2 separate regions of the Macaca mulatta genome follow, and region 2 is linked to region 1. The links are chromatin contacts, called in public Hi-C maps. All regions are on one chromosome and are shown on one strand. Each heading gives the region's core, a stretch centred on a gene start, on an enhancer-like site or on the middle of the called end of the contact. The rest is flanking DNA. Distances are from core to core; before and after follow the strand shown.

What was found. A called contact is a pair of places that touch in the nucleus more often than the background predicts.
Region 2: a Hi-C map of fetal cortex germinal zone shows a contact between it and region 1, with 8 times the contacts expected there. The contact joins two enhancer-like sites. A contact is called at or near these places in 4 of 14 Hi-C or Micro-C datasets (blood, fetal cortex germinal zone, fetal cortical plate and 1 more).

The regions. Positions count from the first base shown.
Region 1 is chr7:102,646,306-102,649,076 of T2T-MMU8v2.0, forward strand. No RefSeq gene overlaps it. Among named protein-coding and RNA genes, the nearest start is that of PRKD1, 400 kb to the right of the region's middle. Within about 2 kb of position 1,391, at least 3 of the 40 cell types and tissues checked have an H3K27ac peak or open chromatin away from gene starts, as enhancers often do. A contact at or near this core is called in fetal cortex germinal zone, where this site is marked.
Region 2 is chr7:103,336,437-103,339,207 of T2T-MMU8v2.0, forward strand. No RefSeq gene overlaps it. Among named protein-coding and RNA genes, the nearest start is that of PRKD1, 290 kb to the left of the region's middle. Within about 2 kb of position 1,390, at least 6 of the 40 cell types and tissues checked have an H3K27ac peak or open chromatin away from gene starts, as enhancers often do. A contact at or near this core is called in fetal cortex germinal zone, where this site is marked.

The DNA.
Region 1 (2,771 bases), core at 141-2,640:
CAAAGTGCTGGGATTACAGGCATTAGCCACCGCGCCCTGTCAAATCTGGCTGAATTCTTAAATCAAATGTTGTCATGTGACACCTAACGACAGGGATGTTCTGAGAAGTGCGTCACTGGGTGATTTCATCCTTGTGGGAACATCATAGCGTGTACTCACCCGAATCTAGATGGTGCAGCCTACGACACATCTAGGTTATATGAAATAGCCTATGTTATTGTACCGAATACTGTAGGAAATTGTAATGTAATGGTGTTTTTTTATCTAAACATACCTAAAAATAGAAAAGGTACAGTAAAAACATGATATTATAATCTTATGGAACCATTGTAGTATACGTGGTCAGTAGTTGACCAAGATATCATTAATTAGATGGCACATAACTGTACCAGGAATTAAGCAAGAGGAGACAAAAGGAAGAAGAAAGAAAAAGTGGTAACCCTGACTTTTTCCAGAACCTTGTAGACCCACTTATTCGTGATCTCGACATAATATCCTATATTTGCTTTAAAAATAACAATAGTCGCCCGGCGCGGTGGCTCAAGCCTGTAATCCCAGCACTTTGGGAGGCCGAGACGGGCGGATCATGAGGTCAGGAGATCGAGACCATCCTGGCTAACACGGTGAAACCCTGTCTCTACTAAAAATACGAAAAACTAGCCGGGCGCGGTTGTGGGCGCCTGTAGTCCCAGCTACTCGGGAGGCTGAGGCAGGAGAATGGTGTGAACCCGGGAGGCGGAGCTTGCAGTGAGCCGAGATCGCGCCACTGCACTCCAGGCTGGGCAACAGAGCGAGAGTCCGTCTCAAAAAAAAAAAAAAATACACAAATAAATAAATAAAAATAACAATAACAATAGTCACAAGAATAGTGGGGAGGGGGAGAAGAGACGAGGGTGAAATTCAAACACGCATTATCTATTTTGAACAATTCAAATTGAATAGGCGTGAAATTGAAATGGGTATTGTGGCAGTGGTCTTAATGCAAACTTTATGTTTAAGTTCTTCTCAAACTGTTTTTAAAAAATCTCCAGCATTATGTCATCTCTGACAGTTGAAGCATTCAGAAAGAATATTTGTTCCTCTAACATCCTTTTACTGGGGGGTGGTGCTGGAAAATACATGGATCAGCCCATTTTACTCCTTTTAATGTAGTCATGTTGTTCTTTTATAGTGGGATTTTTATGCAGATTTATAGGGGATTTTCTTACAACAATGATTCAAGCTAACTAGGTATTCACAAAATGAAGACTAATACAGAAAATTCTTTTTCTACTCTTTCTTCCCAAAATAAAAATTATTTGATTTGAAAACAGGAAGTTTTGACTTTGGTTTTCCTCTTTCCTACCCTGTCTGTCTGGACACAGTGAACTTGACTGGTATTTCAGGGTACAGAGGGCTGTAAGAAGTTTACATATGGCACACAAATTATTTTGTTAGGGTGCCATCTGCTGGTATCAAACAACCAGAGCATATTTTTTTTTCCTGAAAAATTAATTATTTTTTCTATTTAAACTAGACTTAGAAATTTGACTTAAATAACTTTTTGTCCTTTCTCATTTAGAATTATAGTATAGACTATTTCCAGATGGTTGTCTGATGCATAATTCTTAAACACTCCAATATGGTAATATAAAATAAGGTATAACTTTATTCTTAATTTAGGAAAATGGAGGCACAAGGCATTGCTTTGACTTACTGGTTCCTGACCTGTTTGGAATCAAGTTTATTTATTTATTTTTTTAGTTTCTATGGCTCTCTTGACTTAAAAAAAAATTTTGTTAAATTTTCCTTACAGAAAAGCAATTTAATTGCTGTGTTTGTGATTACATTGGTTTCAACATGCTTTATTCATCCATTTGCTAAACTTGGTCTCTGTGCCATAGTATAAGGTACATGTACGATTTGTTGATTTTTTTATAAAGCAAGCTTATCAGCATAGCCTTTATCATTTGTGTTTGATATTAATGCTGTTCCCTGGTCTTTTCTCAACCTGCCTCTATAAGAGGTAAGGAAAAGCATAGCTATATGTACTTGAGCAAGTCACTTACTTCCCTGTGGCTCAGTTTTCCTTATCTGTAAGTTGCAGATAATAATAGTAATCACTCCATAGGATTAAGAGTTATTCTGAGTGTTAAAGGAAATCACAGGTATAAAGATTTTAGAATAGAATAGTTCCATAACATAACAAAAACACAGTAATTGTTAACTGTTTTGTCACAGTTGTTATTTAAGCATGTCAAAGAATATAAACGAGAGAATCATAACTTTACAGTAACTCTTGGGATTCTTAGCCTCTTTCAACTGAGAAATACAAAATGAATGTGTGTGTGTGTGTTTGTTTATATTTTGCAGTAGAAGAGCACACTATTATTTTCCTTACCTTCCCTCTGTCCCGTTCTATGAGTGCTTAATTGACATGAAATCTCAACTTCCTAAAATTTTGTATAAACCCTTCCATAATCTGACTGTCTACTTCTCGTTCTTTATTTCTCAATATTCTCTTTTTCAAATACTGTGTTTCAGCCATGATGAACTTTCCAGTTGCCTGAGTGAATCATGCTTTCACTCTTCAGGCCGTTGTGCATGCTTTTATTTCTTCTGCCTGAAACACCTCTCCTCTCTCCCTGGCTGCTGTGTCACCTGTCACTGACCTTCTTATCTCTTAGCTTCCATGTTAAGAAGTCTTCATCCGGGCACAGTGGCTCACGCCTGTAATCGCAGCACGCTGGGAGGCCAAAGCAGGCGGATCACCTGAGGTCAGGTGTTCGAGA
Region 2 (2,771 bases), core at 140-2,639, 690 kb after region 1:
AGATTCCCGAGACCAAAATGTTTTCAGAGAAGAGTTTGAAATGGTATAAAATATGAAGCATTTTCTTTACAGTTGTATGGTATAGTAAAAAAAAGTTTAAGAATTAGGATCAAAATACTCGTTTTAAGTGCCAGAAATATCATTAATTGACTATGATTTAGGCAAATTATTAATAATTTCTAAATCTCAGTTCCTCACCTGTAAAAAAATCCAAATGGCAGGTTCATTGTAAGAACCAAATAAGATATTGTGGATGAAAGTGTGTCAGGAACTATAAACCATTTTACCAACAGTAACTGCTATTAATATCATCTTTGTAGTAAAGGAGATGTGTATTATGTTATATAGTGTTTGGGTTATTTTTGTTTTGGTTTGGTTTTGTGTTTTTTTAGATCTCTTTTATTACCCAGCACAGTGCTTGGCACGTAGTAGATAATAAATGTTTGTTAAATGAAAGAATGAATAAAAAGATAATGCTTCTGACCATATTGATAGGATGTGTGCTTTGAATTACTTTTCTTGAAGTGGTGAAGAATATTTGCAGAGCTGGTTAAGTGGATTTTCCGTGTGCGATCTTAGGATTGTTGTTGTTTTCTTCTTTTCTGTAGCATGCCAACTGATCCTGACGAGAGTCAAATCTATGCCCTTAGTGTCTCAGGTAGCAGTTGTTCTAACCAAGAAAGTGAATCAACCAGACTAAAGAAAAAAGACGGTAGTATATACTGATAGTATAGAGCCTATATAGTCCTATAGGCTAGAATGTGTGCAGGTTTCACAGACCCACTTTCTAAATGATGAGTAAGAGAATGAGAAGCCATTATTTGTCACTTTAAGAAAAGCAAAAATAATGAGCTCACACTTTCACCTTCCACCCATCAAAACAGTGAGTTAGAGAATCACAGAATGGTGCTTTCTTCCAACATCCCTTGTATCCAGACTTTCAGACATATCTTACCCCTCACTTCCCTAAATTTTCACCTCTATGGAATGCACACAGACATATGGGTAAACCAACAACAACCCTCAAGGAAGCTATAACCACCCAGCATGTACATTTTGCAACTCTTTCAACTCGCTTCCCATCCTGCCCATCCCCAAACAAATCAGGTTTGAATGCCCAGGCTTGTCACCTGGTATACAAAAATACAATCTAACGCTGTATTTATTAGCAACCCTTTTCCCTTATGTTTAATTTATTGTTACATTTTTTAAATGTACAAACAGTTATACCAGTTTTATACACAAAACCACAGGTACCGTTTTGTATCTGTCAAAATTCCAGCAGCCTGCGGAGAGAAGACAGTTGAATAGATGTCCTATGCTGCCATCTAGTGCTTTTGTCAAGACACGGACTTGTTCATTTTTCTGGAAATGAGGAAACAAAGGCAGCGCAAGGCGCCCAAATTCTGGAAGAGCTACTGATATGCATTATTAAACAGATGCATTTATGACACTTGGACCACATTCCTTGGAACCAAGCAACTTAACTTGTTTTCACACAACGGCAGCTTACACCCCTGCTCTTGACTGGCAAAGCTCTGGCCTACCCTGGAGGCACCTGGTTTAAATCCAAACTGACTGGGCAAGGAAAATGCCCCTCTGAGCCCCTTTCTGCAGCTCCCATCTGGCCAAGGTTCTCTTGGCATGTCTCTTCCTCCAGGAGGGACAGTTTTATCTGAATGCCTTGCCTATTACTTCAATTCTGATAGAAGGCACAAAGGAGTCAGATGGCTTAAAAAAATCATTATCTTTAAAATCGACTAAAACAGCAGCCATTTTCTTTATAGTGGCCAAAAGTGAAGCTTCTGAATTTGTCTTGCTCCTCAGCTCACATGATTTGGATCACTCGTTAGATCCCAGATCTGCTTCTGAATCTCTCCCTTTATCTTTTCTTGGATCTCAAAAGTACCTTTCTTCTCCTCAATTAATCAATCAGCACATCTCTGTGCTGCACACGCACTATGCTAAAAGCACTATATCAGACACCGGTTAGTGGGTGGATAAATCAAATGAAAATAACCTTTCCATCTGTGTCTCTGATCACTTCCTGCTTCTGGCCTGAAAGAAGCTTCACATCCATCTCCTTGCTACTCTTTAACCCTTTCCTCTCTCATGCTTCTTTTTCTTTTCCTTTAACTATACACAAACCTCCCTTCTAGTTAAAATAAATACAAGAACTTTACTTGAACCCTCCATACTTTCCTGCTACCAGCAAATTTCTTTCTTCCGTGGTTGTATCTTTTTGTTTTTTTATCTCAATGAAATGAAGAATTCACCAACCCAATATGCTAATCTCCCAATATGGAATCAACTGCCTGACAGATTAGACGGTGTCCTTCCAACAAGACAGAGCGAGTAACTGTTAGGGCTGCAGCTCCTGAACGTGAGTCCTGAAATGGAGAGTAAGTTATCATAGATGACCTCTAAGTTCCTTCTGATTTCAATTCTGTCCTTTCTAAACTTCATTTTATTACAGTCTCTACTTCTGCAGCCACTCCCTAATTAACCATGCCTGTAAACTCACAACTTTCTCAAAAGGAAGTTAGCCTCTCTAGATGATCAAATTCCATCCCCCTTCTTGAATTCACTGCTTCGTCATGACACCCTGATCACATCCCTTTCTTGAAGCACTCTCTATTCTATTCGCCAATTCTATTTCTCATATACCTCATTGTTTCCATTGGTTTTACTTATTTCTTCTCTTCCCTTATTGAGGACTATATCTAAACTTGGATTTTGTCCATATCTATGTTTGTGACTTTACAAATACA